6 separate regions of the Mus musculus genome follow, and all the other regions are linked to region 3. A link is a contact called in public promoter capture Hi-C data. All regions are on one chromosome and are shown on one strand. The core of a region is the stretch at or near the end of the contact, and the rest is flanking DNA. Distances in the headings are between cores, read along the strand shown.

Region 1 (2,700 bases), core at 38-2,537, 4.7 Mb after region 3:
CGTCTCCTAGCCAGCTCCTGTGGGTATTGGAGAGCCGTGCTATACACCGAGCCTTCTCCCTGGCGAGTGGCAATCCCAGCACCCAGGGATAGAGAGATTCCCAACTCTGCGGGGGGCCACAGAGTTGCTGTGCTGTTCTGACCTTCTGTTTCCACAGTAAACGGGACGAGGGGCTGGGGCATGGTAGTTCCCTCCTGGGTCACTAGAAGCTCAAGGTGCATGGGCCGGGGAGTTGCTTAATAAACCATGAGATCTGATTTCCCCCAACCCGGGCACCTAAGAACAGCCTCTAAGGACGCCCAGGGACCTTCCCAAGGTCACACAAACAGGAGAGGAGGGGAGGCAGCTCCGGCTCTCACTGAAGGTAGAGCCAGCCATTTTCAATAGGCCAGCAGTCTTTTAAGAGGAGGGTAACAATGGGAGGCCTTGTGAGCCCTCCAGCTTGCCACTCTTCATTTCCTCCCCATCCCCCACACGGGGAAAGGGACAGAGATGATGATCGGGGGTTATCACTGGCCCTCAGGACCGGTCACGGAGTACAAAGGGCTCAGTGACGTTCTTAAGATCTCAGAGAATATGACCCGTTTACCTGAGCCTGAGGAAAGATGTACGAGTGGAAAAGAGCCTTCCTATCTCCCTCCCGCACCCCCCCCACCCGCCCCGGCCCCCTGCAGTCTCCCATTTATGCTTGGCTCTAAAACGGGCTACCTTGCTCAAGACCAGATTCAGATCTCTGAGCACCGATGGCGTCCATAGCCCAGTTCTTCGAAGCCTCACAGTACAGTGGGGGGAGGGGAGGGGAGAAAGCCTGAGGCCTGGGCCTTAAAGGCGCTAGGCCCTCATGATCGCAGAGCGCGCGCGCCCCCCCCCTCCCCTCTAGGTCTCTGCCCACTGTGCCTCAGTCCCCGAACTGGGCGCTCCCCCTCCCGCAGTCACCTGCGATCCGTCGCGCTGAGCGATCCTGCCAGGCCGTGGGGCTGTACAGCCCGAGCCTGCGTGGCCCGGAAGGCAGACCTGCCTACTGCCCGCCAAACGTCTCCTTGCTGGGGCGCTCACTGCTCCCCTCCTTCTGTCACCTGCTCTTAGCCGGGTTACGTTGGAGAACAGCACCCAAGACACAGCCCCGCCTACTACTCATCAGACCCCGCCCCATCCCCATCCCACAACACTGGCCCCTCTCCCTCCCCATTCTCCTTGTCAACTACTTTTGGTCGCGCTGCGCCATACCCTTGGATCCTGGGGATGAGCCTTACGGACCAATGGAGGCCCGGGGTGCGACCCGCCCACTGTTTGTCAGACCACGCCCCACGCCCCACCCCATTTTCTCCGTCACCAGCTTTTAGTCCGGCTGCCCCACAACGCTGGGTACTGGAACTGCGCCTTTCTGCCAGAGTTGGTTCACGATGCGGCCCCGCCCACTGCCCTCAAGGCCCCGCCCACCATTCCTTCAGGCCCCGCCTCACCCGCGCACTCCCCGGATTCGCCCCCATCACAGCGTAGGAAAATTACCTGGGGGGTTGGGGAGGAGGAAAGCTCCGATACCCCCAACTCCACTGGGCTCGGCGCCAGCACCCTCTACTCCCCAGTAGTCCGACTCCATATGTCCTCCTGCAGTCATCCTCCAGGCACACTAGAAGCCCACCCATTCTGTAGCTGTCCCTGCCCCTCTCCAGTCCCAGGCTCCTCCCGGAAGCCGCACCTTGGGTTACGGGGCGGGGGGTGGGGGTGGGGGGGTACAGGACTCCCAGCCCTTAGCCGGGGGCCAGAGGCGGGGCGCACGGGGCCTTTAAGAGGCGCGGCGGCGCGGGCCCGGCTGACGCGGGCAGCTCCAGGACTCGCCACCCGCAGCGCTCAGGCTCTTCTCTCTTGACAGCACCGCAGCGATGGATGGAGATGGTGATCCAGGTATCCGCTGCTGGCCCCGCTAGATACAGACTCGGGAGACAGGGCGGACCAGCGCCGCAGAAGGCGCTCAAACTTTCGCGCCAGGAAAACCCTAGAGATAGTCTAGGGAGCAGGTTTCTGCCTGGTGTCGTGGTGTGGAGGGAGGAGGACGCCTGGGTCTCCAAAATGGCATCGGAGGACTCTGGCATCTCAGGCTCCAGACTTCCTGGGGTTTGAGAGCCGGGTTCTTGCAAGCTTTTGCTTCCATGAACTTCTTCCATTTGCTAGCGCTGCCCTCCCTGCCTCTTGAGCCTCCGGAGTCCCCGCGGGGTCCTAGGGTTTACAAACTTTATCCTGCCTCCATCCTAGCTTCCTGAGGGACTCCCTTCTCTGGAGGGGCCGTCTTGTATTGGAGTAGCGGGGCTGTTCCGTGGGAACCAGGCTAGGGGTGAGGAAGGCTGCTTTTGGCAGAAGCTCTGGGTCCTCAAGGATTGCCCAGTCATCTTTTCTGGCACCAAAGACCCCACCCCTTCTGCCCTCCGGCTCCCTGCTGGGCCTGTAGGGGGCTGCTTGCTGAGTCAGACCTGCCTGCCTTGACTCTTATCCCTTCCTCACTAACTATGCTCAGCTCGGAGTGTTCACTCTTTAGGGGAGGAGGTGAGGGAACAGAGGTGGCCAGTCTTCCCTCCTACTCCCAAGTCCTCACTCTCAGTCGGTGCCTGGCTTCAACATCATCCACAGGGCCCCAGAATAGGCTACCGTTTTCTTCCTGCTCCCAGGAAGTCCCTGGGCTCAGGGGCCCAATCCAGGTGAGTG
Region 2 (2,700 bases), core at 60-2,559, 4.7 Mb after region 3:
TTATCCTGCAGGAAGCCCTGGGTTTCATCGCCACTACTGTGTAATCCTGGCACTGGAGAGGTGGAGGCAGGAGGATCAGAAGTTTGTGGCAATCCTCAGGTACACAGTAAGTTCAAGGCTACACAGTAAGTTAGTACACGAGACCCTGACTCAAATGAATAAAACATATCAGCCCATAAACATCACATTTTTCTCACCTGTTCCTGCGTTTTATTATTATTTGTTAGTGTGTGGTCCTGGGATGGAACCCCAGGCCTGGGGTGGGCTACTCAAATGTTCTACCATTGAGACTTGTGCTGTCCTCGTAATTATTCCAGCAGAATAAGGCAGAGCCTGACCTCCAGACTGCCTCCAAGTCCTGCCTGTAATTCTGTCCCTAGATAATGGATCGCTCAAGCCCATTCCTTTGCTCCAATCTCCCTCCTGCTGCTAGCCAGCAGTTTAGGAATGGGAAACCGGCCAGAGCAAGTCACAGCCCAGCCCATATGAAATCACACAACTGCTCCAAAGCACCTCTATCTTCCGGCCCTTTCCTCTCAGACACCAAAGGGTGCTAAATGGCTTAACACCTGGGAGTCTTAGGGTTTCACGGAGCTGGCACCAAAGGCCCAAGATGGCCGGTTTACTTCCAGGTCCACACGGTTCTGGCCGAAGCTAAGTGGCCAGCACCTCTGTTGCAAATGAGGAGGGCTGAGAGAGAAAAAGAACTTAGGAAATGAAGACATCCTACGCAGCCCCGCTGCCCGGAGCTCAAAGTAGCCTCTGGGGTTTTTGATTTTAGGAAACCTCTTAAGTTCCTGCTTCTTAATTATGAAATAAGGACGCTGCATGTGGAAATTAGGGAGAAGCAATTGTTTGGGGACAGCGGATTTCTCCTAACTTGAGCCAGCACTCAGACAGACCCCCCCCCCCGAACTGCACTGACCTCTCAGAAGGATAGATGTCCCTGTCCTGCTGTGGGGGACACCAGGAGCGCAGGCCCGGGCGGTCCGGTGCCCGTGCCAGCCTGGGTCTGTCCGGGAGGGGCGGCCCTGTCCGTCTCTGTCCCCAGGTGTCCCTCTCCGTGTCCGCCGCCTCCTCCCCGGGGCTCTGGACCTTCCCTTCTGCTCCGACTCCGTTCCCCAGGTTCCTGGACCCCCGCCCGCCCCGGCCGCGCGGCCACCTTCAAGTTCACGGCAGGCAGCTCCATCCCGACCCGGCGGAGGGCACCTGAGCGACGGCCGCGGGGACTCCTGGGCTCCGAACTCGGGAACAAACTTCCTGGCCCCGCCCGTCGCGTTGCGCCAGTTCCAACGGCGGGAGGCCAACTCGCGCGGCCACGTGACTGCAGCCGGTTGCTAGGAGACGGCGTCAGGCAGCTGCTCTTGCTGCTAGGCTCAGGCTCCTGCTACTACTACTGCCTAGGCCTCTACCAGCTCCTGTGCTTCAAGCCAGGAGGTCGGGATTTCTGCAGCCTAGGGGCTCAACGGGCTGCCTAAGTGGGATCGAGGTGAGGTGGTGGGACGACCTACAGCCAGAGGAGCCTGGGGCAAGCGGGCAGAAACTGCGGGTGTGGTAACAGTTGGTGTCTGCCCAGAACATCCTCTCTCCTCTCTTACTTCCCTTGCACAAGAATTAGAACAGTGCCTACCTCATCATCTTTGTGAGGATCAGTGAATGAATTCATGTCCATAAAGATAAAAAGTGAGGGTTGGAGAGGATTCCGTGATTAAGAGCACATGTTACTACTTTTTCTAGGCTTGGGTTCCCAGAACCCACATGCCGGCTCACAATCATGTACTTGTGATACAACCACCCTCTTTTGTCCTCCGCAGGCTCCAGACACAAGTGCATATACACACACAGGCAGGTGAGACATTCGTATACACAAGACAAAAATAAATAAATCTGAAAAAAAAATCGAAGCTCTGTTCTTACTGTATTAAATTTTCCTTCCAAGCTTATTGGATTTCAAGAGAATTTCATAGAATACATTAAAAAGAAAGGAAGGAAGGGGAAGTCGAGGCAAAGATATAATGATATCAAAGCCTGCCTGGCTTATAAAGTAAGACCGTGTTTATGTCTTATTGATCTACTTAGTGGGGTGGGTGGATGCATGCCACAACATGAGTGGGGAGGCGAGAGTGTGGATGGTTCTCCTTCCATCCTGGGTTCTGAAGCCAGGGTAAGGAAAGGGAGACAGGACCTGAAGTCAAGAAAGGGGCTTTCCAGCTGATGGCTGAATAGCCCCCACCACAAGGGAAGGAGAGGCTGGAGGACTCTAGAGCCCAGCAGTTTAAAGCCAACCTGGGCAACAGTGAGACTTTGTCCAAAAATGAGGGGGTCAGGGCTCAGTGTTATAGCATCTGTTTACCAGCATCTGTTTACAGTACCAGCATAGCCTAGGTAAAGTTCCAAATGATCAGAGCTGTGCCGGGTGTCAGTGGCTGATGCACACAAGCTCTAGTACCACCAATATATGAGGAGCCAGCCACTTGGAGTCCACTTGCCCAACATAGCAAAAGTTGGAAGACATTCAGTCAGGACAATTAACAGGAAGTCTCCCCTGCTGAGCCTTCAGACATGCTGAGAGCTCTCAGGAGGCGGGAGCTGCCCAGCCTGGGCTGGTGGGTGTGACTCCAGAAGAATAGAAGCCATATGGGAACCCATGAGACCCCCTGAGTGGACACAAGATGACATCTAGGTCACAGATCCCCAGAT
Region 3 (2,700 bases), core at 198-2,697:
CCTTCCTTTTCATTTTTTAAAAAAAAGTATGTGTATTTTCTGTATGTCTGTGGGTGTATGTGGAGGTCAGAGGGCAAGCCCAAGAGTCAGTTTTCTTCTTCCAGCACTTAAGTGTGTGACTGAACCCAATAGTCTAGTGCTGTGGCAGGTCTCCTTACCTATGAGCCATTTCACCCACCCCACAGCCCCCACTCTCTATTGCATGTTCTCTAGCCAGTGTGCTGGCTGACACTTTCTGAAGCATCTTCTACCTTCTGGAAAACCTAATGTGGAAAACCTTTGTTCTCAAAGGCAAGTTTCTTCATCGTTTGAGAGTAAGGGTCTATATAGCCTGGGCCGGCAATGAAGCTTGGGGAAAAATGACTTTGAACTGATCCTCCTAACTCTTAACTTTTTAGTTCTGAGATTACAAGTATGCCCCACAGTGTCTGTCTGGTGCATGCAGTGCTTGCTGGACAGTGCACCTTTGAGAATACTGGGCAGCAACTGTTCTATAAACTGAGCTTTCTTCCCAGGCCACTTACTGCAGTATTAATGGGAACATCTTCCTGCCTTCTGAGAAGATGCCACAGCAGATGACTGGTAGAGAGCATCCAGCTCAGGCCCTGATCCAGAACATATTCGTAACTTTGCCAATAATAATATCAGCTTTAAGAAATGTCTATTCGTCAGGCACAGATTAAAACTCCTATCCCCAGTGACTCATACTTAGAACTAAGTGGGCCACAAATGAATACAATTCCGCCAGGTATGTTGGCTCACAACTTCCTCTTGGCTCAACCCCAGAGGAAGGTGGAGACTGGAGACTGGCTAAGAGTTGGAGTTCCAAATCAACCTTAGGTACTGAGCAAGATTCCACCTCTGAAACTCTAAGTCTCAAATAAATGGCTGAGGTGCCTATTTAACATATCAATGTGGACCAGGCTGCCACGTTCTCCCAGTACCCCTTGTTACAGGGTATGGCTGGCACACTCCACCTTCTACCCCAAATTCTCCAGCTTGTGTTGCCCTTCTCTATATAACCCAGCCATTTTAGTTACCTGCCCCCTTTTTACCTTTTGGCCACAGCACCCGGGTCTTATGGCTCAGGGGTTATGTCCACTCTGAACTCCCCCAGCTGTCTGCCTATGCTTCCCTTTTCCCCTACAATAAACCTCCTCCTCCACCATACTTAGAAGCAGCCATGTCCTTAGTTTATTATTTTTTCATTCATGAAAGAAATGCAGAACCAAGTGAATTAACAAGAAAATAAATAAGTAAAGCAAATACAGAAAACAAATTGAATGAAGTGAATTAACGCATCGGCTTTTGACTTTCACGGAATCTCAGTTTTTTTTTTTAAATTATTATTTTTTGAGTCAGAGTTTCACTATGTAGTCCTGGCTGTATTGGAGCTCTACGTAGAGCAGGCTGCTCCGGACGTCACAGGGATCCGCCTGAATCGCTCACAGGAGTTCTGGGATTAAGGGCGTGAACCGCTTCCGCGGCTTTCAGGATTTTTTTCCCTCATCTCCGTGAATTTGGCTTTACCTCCCCAGAGATCCGCCTGCATCTGCCTCTCCGCGGATGTGCGCGGTTTTCCCGGCTGTTTTTTTCTTTCTTTCTTTTTTTTTTTTCCTTTTCCACGGAGACTATGTTGTCAATCAATACAGAAACAGAAAACGCCCAGACGTGGCGGAAACTCAGTCATCCAATCAGAGGACGGCTTGTGGTTGACAGGCGGGACTACAAACCGGAAATGTGAGACAGAATACGCGGACCGAGCCGGGGGAGGGGCGACCAAAAAGAAAACAAAAAACAAAAAACAAACCGCCGAAAAACAAAAAAATAAAAACCGCTTCAGGCCGGAAGTATAAAACGGAACCCGGAAGTGTGGGACCGGATACGGCTAAAACACTTCAGGCCGGAAGTGCGAGACAGATACGGATGAAAACGCTGCAGGCCGGAAGTGCGAGACGGATGAAAACGCCTCAGGCCGGAAGTTTGAAGTGAAGATGGCTATAAAAGCTTTAGAGAAGCTCGGGAAGACACTCACCAGCACTTGGAGTCCGAGCTTGGACTGACTGCCTGGGCCTGCTGGGATTCTGAGTTCTGCCATCAGTTCTTGTTTCTGGTAAGTCAGTCACCTCCAGAAGGGCACAGTTTTGATTGAGGGCCACTTGACCCAAGATGCCAAAGGAACTCTGATTTCTTCTCTTCCCAGGAACAGATCGCAGGCATTGAGTTTACTAATAGTGATGGTTGCCATCATCTTCGACCTTAATTTGCTGGTTTCATTTATTATTTTATTTTATTTGAGGCATGACCTTACTTTGCTGCCCAGGCCCACCTAGAACGCAGATCAGCCAAGAGTGCTTTTAAATTACCTGGCAGTTCTGCATCTGCCTCCCCAAGCTGGAACTACAAGCTGAAAGTTAATGGAATATCTAGAATTATACCTTGGTTTGTGTCAAGTTAAATTTTTTCTTTGTTTTTTGTTTTTGTTTTTGTTTTTTTAGATGGGGCCTTAGTCTAGCTCAGGTTGGCTTCAGACTGCCTCACCCCTCTGAATGTTGAATTAATGATTCAATATTTAAGGCTTATTTTAATTTTTCTTTTTAGAGACAGAGTCACATGCAGAATATGGTAGAATTCACATGTAGTCTCATCATATCTGACTTCACATTTTAAAATTTTCATTTCATTTTATTTTGAAGACAT
Region 4 (2,700 bases), core at 185-2,684, 4.5 Mb after region 3:
GTTGACTCCACCTGTCCAAGCTTCTGGAAAGGAAAAAGGCAGAGGTCACTGGGCCACCAGGAAAGAAAATGCAAAATATGTTTAATCAGGTGTTAAAGCCAAACTAACTCATCCCTGAGGGAAGCTTACTCATTGCGGTGTTGAGGAAGCAGGTGAGGAAGTGTGTGTGTGGAGGGGGAGGAGACAATAACAATGACAATGAGACAAACACATTAGCCGTGTGCTAATATATTAAGCCATGTGCTAATGCAAGGCACCAAAGAGGTCCTCGCTAAGACACAGCCAGAGAGAGAAGGGAGCTGAATCAGGCCAAGGCCTGGCCTTCAGGACTGGGGAACTGCCAACTAGAAGTGGAAGGGGAGTGGAGAGGAGAGGAAGAAAAATAGACCTGACAAAGGCCAGAGTATCCCTGCTACTGTAAAGTCTCTCCTTCCATTCTCAAGTCTATGGAGCAAACTTGGTCTCTACAGTACTAGGAAGATGTATAGAGCCAAGCAGCCAAGCTAGACACCAAACTACACTAGCTGTGACTCCAAAGCTCACTTGTGTTTTCCTACCTAAGACAAAAAGGGGACAATCAAGAGTCCTTTTCTGACGAAGGGAGAGATGATTGGCAAAGCTAGAAAACAGGATAGAAAAGTACTACAAGAGATGGAGGCCAGTAGTGTTGCCTTTCTCCTTCCAAACAGCTATCTTTTTCAGTATTCACTGTGGCCTTTCAATGTGTTAGGTGCTAGGGTCAGGGACGGATTAAGAATAGCTCCAACCCTCAGAGTCTTAACGGTGCAATGAAAAGGCATATAAGTAAAAAGACTTCCACCGTAAGTGGGGTACAGTGAACCGGGTGCTGAAAAAAAAAAAATGCTGGCAAAAAAAGAAAAGTACTGGATGAAAACCGGGAATGGGTCAGGGACCTTGAATGGAGATCACAGGGCTGAGACATCAGGGTGTGGGGAGCTGCGAGGAGGAGCCCACCTCCCAGCCTTCAGTCCGGTGGCCCGCCCCCTCCTCAGAGCCGAGCAGGGCTTGACGGCGAGGCCGCAGCAGGGGAAACGCCCGTGTGACCCGAGCCTGAGCCCGAGGCCCAGAGGCCCCAGAGGCCCAGCGTCCTAAGCCGGGTGGCTCAGGACTCTCCCGGCCCGGGCCTGCCGGTTCCACCACCCCGGCGCGCTCGCCCTCTCACCTTCACCTTCCCGGCCTCGCGGCGGCCATCACACCCAACACGTCACTAGCCGGCGCCACACCGAGAGAAGCGGGAGGGGAGGGGGCTGCGCTCGTCACTCGCCCCGCTGCAGCCCGGACGAGCCGATGGCCTCTGAACGCTGTCACCTCAACCTTACCACTCCTATACCACAGTGTCTAGGAACTCCGCGCTCCAAAAGGAGCCCCCGCGTGCCTGGTAACCGTCCCGTGTCTCGTGCAGATGACGTAAGCTGTAGGGTGGGGCTCCCAGCGCGTCATGGGAGTTGTAGTTTGGATCAGCGTCCGTCAGGGTGGGGTAGGGCGGAGCCTCGAGCTGTCAAGCAGGGGTTGGAGGGGTGGGAGAACGGGACGGGGGTTGGGGGAGGGGAGAGGGTGGACGGCGGGGAGGGGAGCGGGCAGGACACGACAAGGGTACCGATTAGAGGTTTGCGTGCGCCTTTTTTGTTGTTGCGCCTTTTTTGTTGTTGCTGCTCCAGAATTTGACCCTGTATAACACCTGTCAGTTTTGAAATCCAGACTCGCATTTCATAATCCGAGTGTCTTCAAAGGGAACAAACAGACCGTTAGGGTGAAGTAATTGTCCTTCAGTTGCCTTTGAGGCAACTAAACAGCAGCCACAACGCATCAGGCAGCTACTAGGTGACAGTCATTGCACTGGCTATCTAACATGCAGTTTTTAATTTTCACTCAGTCCCAGGACATTCAGGACATGATTATCCAACCTCACATGCCATTCACTGGCCCCTCATTTTGTTCCAAGAACTGGGATACTGCATTGGACCCCAAGCTGGGAGGGCTCCAAGCCTGGGCTCTGTAGTAACACCCACCAGCCACTTGTAGCTACTGAGACCCTGAAATGCAGCTGCTACAAACTGAGAAATGCCCCAATGTTTAATATAAAAAGAAATGCAAACTACCTTATTAGTAATTTTATATTGATGTGTTGTTATAGCTTTGGATAAACTGGGCTAAATGAAATACATTATCTTAATTAAATCGCCCCCCCCACCCCGTTTCTTCTTACTTCTAAAAGTAGAGCTAATAGTGGCGGTCACAAAAAAGGCTCAGTAGGTATAAATGGCTGCTACCAAGCCTGACAGCTTGAGTTCCATCTCCAGGAACCCACACGGTGGAAGGAAAGAACCTGCTCATAAAATGTTGTCCTCTAACCTCCGTACAAGAGCCAGGGCACGTGTACATCAACCACACACGATAAATGAATATGGTTGGGGCCTAGAGAGATGGCTTTTACAGAGGACCCAACACCTACATGTTAGCTCACATCGGTAACTACAATTCAGGGGATCCAGTGTCCTCTCTGTCTTCCAGGGGGAACCAGGCACACTTCTGATACACTTCCATACATGCAGGCAGCATCCCATACACATTAAATAAAAACAACAAGCCAAGTATTTAAAAGCAGATAATATGGCTAGCTGAATATTTTAACTGTGTCTGTGGCCCATGCGACCTTGCTTTTGTTTGTTTGGGGGCAGG
Region 5 (2,700 bases), core at 174-2,673, 4.4 Mb after region 3:
TCTCTGAGGCTTACTGACTCAGCCTATTTACCTAGCCTAGTCCTGAAGGTTTCTAGTCTCTGGACAATCCCAGCTTCAGAGATTTACTGCTGAATAAGCTCGCCTTTCCTAGATTTTCCTGAACTCTTGCTGGCTGGTCAACTCAGCTGTTCTGACTCAAAACTCCTCTCCACACTGACTAATTCAAAATCTTTCTCTCTCTCTCTCTCTCTCTCTCTCTCTCTCTCTCTCTCTCCCCACCCCCCCCCATCACATGGAAAGCCTTACTTGAAAAAAAAAAAAAAAAACAGCCCTCAACACTACAGAGTTGTTCCTTTGCAAGAAATTGACAACAGTGTAGTCTTGCTCATGTTGCAATCTCTCTCTCTCTCTCTCTCTCTCTCTCTCTCTCTCTCTCTCTCTCTCTCTCTCTCTCTCTCTCTTGCTCTCTTCTCACTTTCTCTTTTTCTCCTATTCTCTCTGTCCCCTGCCTGCTTTCTCTTTCTCTGCCTCCCTCTCTCACCATGGTAACTTCCTTGACCTCGGTCCTTGGGGCCAGTGAACAAGAGCGGCTTCCCAATAAACTGACATTTAATATAATCCAAGCTGGCTTGAACTGGCTCATTTGAGCAGCAGAGAACAAATAACTTATCAATGGGAATGGCCTAGCAGCTGGTTGTAAATCTGGTTTGTCTCCTTTGTTCTGCTCTTCAGCCATATTTCTGGACAATCCTAGTGAACAAAAATGTGTATCCTAGCATCCTATCTAACAGACATGGTTAGCATAGTACCCATCTGTAGGGTGTTTTAGATGGCATCCTCACTTATCTAAATTCTATGTGGTGTGACTTACCCTCTCCTAAGCACTGCAATTCCTTTACATCATAAATCCTATTCTTCTACATCACAGATTAACATTGTAGTGTTACCCAACACGTGAGACACCTTTTACAACCGCCACAAAATGAACTCCAAATGGACCTTACAACTAAACGTTAAATGCTAAAGGAAAAAAGTTGTAGAAGATACTGTGAGAAACCAGGTCTCTTCGAGTTTGGCATCTTGCCAAGGATGATCCTGCACACAAGTCCTTACTCCAAATGCTTGGCGCAGAAGCAGTCCGGATAGTGACGTTATTCAGAGCCCACTACCGGGTCCAGGGAATGACTAGAACTAAAACAGACCCCACAGGTGGCCACATCTGGCCTCCGCTTACCACCCAGTCCCGAGGAGAACCCACCACACCAGCTCCCCAGGTTCATCCGCCTGCTCCTCCCCGATATGGGCAGTGACCCTGTACTCACCATGTCGAGACTTAGGACCTTGCCTGAGCGTCCCTCAGACCACCCACTACTAACTTCCCCTTCTTCCTCCTGAAATCAAGGTGGAGAGCTTGCATCTGTAATTCTCAAAATTAACCTGGAAGCCTCCTCTGCCCCGGAACTACGTAAGTTCCTGGAATGCTGGGAATTGTAGTTCTTTGGAAATAACAAAGGCTCATGGGAAAGTACGGTGGTCTAGTTGAATATCTAAAAAGAAACCGCTGTAACACGTGACTGAGGCCGTTCGCGCTGGCAAATTCCGGGGGAATTTTACTGACCCAGGTCTGTCTCTTGGTCAGTATTTAATATTTAATAAATGCCTGCTTTAAATTTGGTTCAAAATTGTTGAGTTGGTCTATTTCCAGCAAAAATCAGGATTAGCGTACAGAGGTTCATAGGACGATAACTCTACCCCACAGTCTCTCTTCAATACGTACACTGGAGAGTGAGCTGAGCTGCCGAGGGCACTGAGTGCCCTAGCTCCAGATTTTTACATCTGGCAACCAAAGTAGAATCCTCACAGAAACAAGCAGTCTCTAGTAGAAGCTAAGATAAGCAGTTAGCCAGAGGGGGTTCCAGCACAAACAGGTTGAGATAAGTTAGCAAGGATATCCTGACCTTGGGTTCCTAGAAGTGGAGTTGAGTAATTTTCCTAGAATTCTTGATCAAGGAAATCAAATTCTAGTTAAACCTGAAATGGCCTCAGCGACAATACATGATGGAGGAGTGATGGGGTCTCTGTCCAGCATCAAGAACGAGAAATGAAGGCAGACATGGTTTAGCATAGGTAGAGGGATCGCTTGACCTTGAGGCCAACTTGATCTATAGAGAGAATTCTAGAACAGCCAGGACTGCAGAAAGGAACCTTGTAGTGCCAGCCTGTGGAAGAGTCAAGGCTTGGCCAAAGTGTGAATGACTTTACTGGCTTCCTGTGAAATCATGGTAGTCGCATGGAAGGTTGTACGCTGGACATTATAACTAGGAAATGTCTGCAATGGGGGAGATGTGGAGACCCTCCTCAGCTCTTCCTTCCTGTGCTCTAGCCTGTTCTAAACTCAAGATCGTCCCATAAAAGATAAGCCACTGAGTTCATCCTTGTTGAACATTCCCCAGGCTTTTTGCCTTTGCCTCTCTGTGAACACATGGAGGATGCATCTTCTTACCTTTTTAGGACTCAGAGTTCTGTCCATAGAGAGGAAGAAGGGCTGTGGGTGACCAGGGATTTCCCTGTGGCCAGCACCTGAGGGCTGAGGATGGCTTCCTAGGATGGCTGAAACTGCAATTGTCCCAGGAATCACAAGCTTGGAGAAGGAAAAAGGCTGCCATTCCTCGGGGCAGAAATTAGAATCGGAGAGTTCTGACTGGTCAGTCCTCCTTGCAGGAGAGACTGGGTTGGAAG
Region 6 (2,700 bases), core at 129-2,628, 4.5 Mb after region 3:
CCCTGATGGTGGGAGGAGAGAATCTCTTCAGAAGGCTGCAAATTCCTAGAGCTCCCTCCACAAGGTTGATTTAAACTATGTCCAGGGGAGAGCATTCTCAGATGGAGCTGCCTGAAAGCTGCGCGGGGGTGGATCAGAACCCGTGCTCGGTGGGACTGTCAGTGATGTAGCTGCCTTTGGGTCATGACCCCAATACGTACACTCCTTGGTTCACCCAGCCACACTTGGGTGGAATCGTTTCTCTGTTCTGTTGGCTGTGCTCTGGGGCAAATAAACCTTTGTTGACACATGACTCCCTATGAAGGGTCTGCACGGAGGAAAGCATGGCCCTGACTGGGACACAAACCCCACCCCCACCCCTTCTCCGGCCAGCTTTGGTCCTCAAAAATTATACTCAGGGGCTCTCTCTCTCTCTCTCTCTCTCTCTCTCTCTCTTTCTCAAAGATTTATTTATTTGTTCGGACACACCAGAAGAAGGCGTAGGATTCCATTACTGATGGTTGTGAGCCACCATGTGGTTGCTGGGAATTGAACTCAGTGGTTAAGAGCACTGAGCCGTCTCTCCAGACACTTTCTTTTGCTTCTGGAAGAGATGTCTGCAATATAAAGAAGCACTTCCCACTTCTCTTACAACCCCAGCCCAGACTCCTCCAGCCGAATCAGACCCCCCTATCCTTCCCAGCCCTGCCACCCTACAGGCCCCTGGAGACTTGGGTTTCGGAGCAGGCTGCAGGGGGCGAGCAGAGAAGACCCCAGCATCTCACTCACGCGCACTCAGGCAGGGTGCACACCGGGGCCTAGGCGCTTGCCCCTTCTCTACCGGTCTAGCGGGACGAAGGCACGCCTCTGTGGTCCCGAGATCAGCGGCTGCCATGGATAAAAGGACGCCAACGCTCTCCGCCCGAAAGCCCAGATTCCCAGCAGCCGGGGAATCCGCCTCCAGCAGGGGCGGAACCTCCAGTGGTTGTCCTAATTGGCTAAGGCTGGGGCGGGGCCTCCGCCGCTGTCCTGCTCGGCCAATTGACAGTGCCAGGACGCCTTATATTTGTTTCTTCGCATCCGGAAGCGGCAGTTTCAATATGGAAAGGAGGGGCTAATGGGACCTCATTGCTGATTGGTTAACTGTTAATGCTAATTCTACCAATTCAAATTGAGGACAGGCTCTGGTTGGTCAGTAGTACTCGGTTACGCAATTTCCGGATGTAAAGTCTCTAATGGCAGTGGATAGGTGGGGCTAGAGACTCCGGCAACTTTGACCTTTTCACGCGGACCCCACACTAGCAACTCCCCAGAGTGCTTTTGCCAGGGACGAACTGGAATTTGGATCCGAGGCTTGTAGGACGCAGTAGCCGAGTTCTAGGGAAACAAAAGTCTGAAGATGAATTTCCCACGTGCGCTTGCTGGTTTCTCGAGCTGGCTCTTCAAACCTGAACTTGCCGAGGACTCTCCGGATAATGACTCTCCGGATAATGACACTGTTAACCCATGGCGTGAGCTGCTGCAGAAGATAAATGTGGCCGATCTCCCCGATTCATCCTTTTCGAGCGGTAAGGAACTTAATGACTCTGTGTACCATACTTTTGAACATTTCTGCAAGATTAGGGACTATGACGCAGTTGGCGAGCTGCTTCTGGCATTTCTGGATAAAGTAACAAAGGAAAGGGACCAATTCAGAGATGAAATTTCCCAGCTCCGAATGCACATAAATGATCTAAAGGCTTCTAAGTGTGTCCTGGGGGAGACTCTTCTTTCCTACCGCCACAGGATTGAAGTTGGGGAAAAACAGACTGAAGCCCTCATTGTGAGGTTAGCTGATGTGCAATCCCAGGTCATGTGTCAGCCTGCCCGGAAAGTGTCTGCAGATAAGGTGAGGGCACTGATTGGTAAAGAATGGGATCCGGTAACCTGGGATGGAGATGTGTGGGAGGACATAGATTCTGAAGGGTCTGAGGAAGCTGAGTTGCCCACTGTCTTGGCCTCTCCATCCTTGTCTGAGGAAAGTGGTTATGCCTTGTCTAAAGAACGCACCCAGCAGGACAAAGCAGATGCCCCTCAGATCCAGTCTTCAACATCCTTAGTTACTTCTGAACCTGTCACCAGACCCAAGTCTCTGTCTGACCTTACAAGTCAGAAACACCGCCATACTAATCATGAACTCAATTCACTTGCTCACTCAAATCGCCAAAAGGCAAAGGAACATGCTAGGAAATGGATTTTAAGGGTGTGGGATAATGGTGGGAGGCTCACAATACTGGATCAGATTGAATTTCTCAGTTTAGGTCCTTTGAGCCTTGATAGTGAGTTTAATGTCATAGCCCGCACTGTTGAAGATAATGGTGTGAAGAGTTTGTTTGATTGGTTGGCTGAAGCATGGGTCCAGAGATGGCCTACTACAAGAGAGCTGCAGTCGCCTGACACCCTGGAGTGGTATTCTATTGAGGATGGGATTGAAAGGCTTAGGGAACTTGGAATGATAGAGTGGCTTTGTGTAAAAGCTACTTGTCCACAGTGGAGGGGCCCGGAAGATGTACCCATCACGAGAGCTATGAGGATAACTTTTGTCCGGGAAACTAGAGAGACTTGGAAGAGCTTTGTATTTAGCCTCCTCTGTATAAAGGACATAACAGTGGGGAGCGTGGCTGCTCAGTTGCATGATCTAATAGAATTAAGTTTAAAGCCAACAGCAGCTGGCTTGACTTC

The links. Promoter capture Hi-C pulls out the DNA fragments that hold promoters and counts their contacts.
Region 1: a contact with region 3 is called in a promoter capture Hi-C map of pre-B cells. The contact joins the promoter of Fbxo44 here to the promoter of Pramel12 in region 3. A contact is called at or near these places in 1 of 39 promoter capture datasets (pre-B cells), 1 of 484 Hi-C or Micro-C datasets (CD8 T cells) and 1 of 9 other capture datasets (liver).
Region 2: a promoter capture Hi-C map of pre-B cells shows a contact between it and region 3. The contact joins the promoter of Agtrap here to the promoter of Pramel12 in region 3. A contact is called at or near these places in 2 of 39 promoter capture datasets (cranial neural crest and pre-B cells).
Region 4: a promoter capture Hi-C map of pre-B cells shows a contact between it and region 3. The contact joins the promoter of Mfn2 here to the promoter of Pramel12 in region 3. A contact is called at or near these places in 3 of 39 promoter capture datasets (cranial neural crest, maxillary cranial neural crest and pre-B cells).
Region 5: a contact with region 3 is called in a promoter capture Hi-C map of liver, with 4 times the contacts expected there. The contact joins the promoter of Zfp933 here to the promoter of Pramel12 in region 3. A contact is called at or near these places in 4 of 39 promoter capture datasets (cranial neural crest, liver, pre-B cells and 1 more) and 1 of 484 Hi-C or Micro-C datasets (rod photoreceptor).
Region 6: a contact with region 3 is called in a promoter capture Hi-C map of pre-B cells. The contact joins the promoter of Fv1 here to the promoter of Pramel12 in region 3. A contact is called at or near these places in 5 of 39 promoter capture datasets (cranial neural crest, frontonasal cranial neural crest, liver and 2 more) and 1 of 484 Hi-C or Micro-C datasets (rod photoreceptor).

What each region holds. Positions count from the first base shown.
Region 1 is chr4:148,158,807-148,161,506 of GRCm38.p6, forward strand. It overlaps Fbxo44 (F-box protein 44), which reads right to left and starts at 1,288. Exons shown (of 6, transcript NM_173401.5): 1 at 937-1,288; 2 at 1-17. It overlaps Fbxo2 (F-box protein 2), which reads left to right and starts at 1,862. Exons shown (of 6, transcript NM_176848.1): 1 at 1,862-1,905. The coding sequence starts at 1,884.
Region 2 is chr4:148,086,755-148,089,454 of GRCm38.p6, forward strand. Agtrap (angiotensin II, type I receptor-associated protein) reads right to left here and starts at 1,310. Exons shown (of 5, transcript NM_009642.5): 1 at 1,163-1,310. The coding sequence starts at 1,189.
Region 3 is chr4:143,410,979-143,413,678 of GRCm38.p6, forward strand. Pramel12 (PRAME like 12) reads left to right here and starts at 1,448. Exons shown (of 5, transcript NM_172877.3): 1 at 1,448-2,113.
Region 4 is chr4:147,903,475-147,906,174 of GRCm38.p6, forward strand. Mfn2 (mitofusin 2) reads right to left here and starts at 1,435. Exons shown (of 19, transcript NM_133201.3): 1 at 1,184-1,435; 2 at 1-23.
Region 5 is chr4:147,846,995-147,849,694 of GRCm38.p6, forward strand. Zfp933 (zinc finger protein 933) reads right to left here and starts at 1,424. Exons shown (of 4, transcript NM_198619.3): 1 at 1,284-1,424. The coding sequence starts at 1,286.
Region 6 is chr4:147,867,601-147,870,300 of GRCm38.p6, forward strand. Fv1 (Friend virus susceptibility 1) reads left to right here and starts at 1,379. Exons shown (of 1, transcript NM_010244.3): 1 at 1,379-2,700. The coding sequence starts at 1,379. It overlaps Miip (migration and invasion inhibitory protein), which reads right to left and starts at 1,119. Exons shown (of 10, transcript NM_001025365.2): 1 at 769-1,119.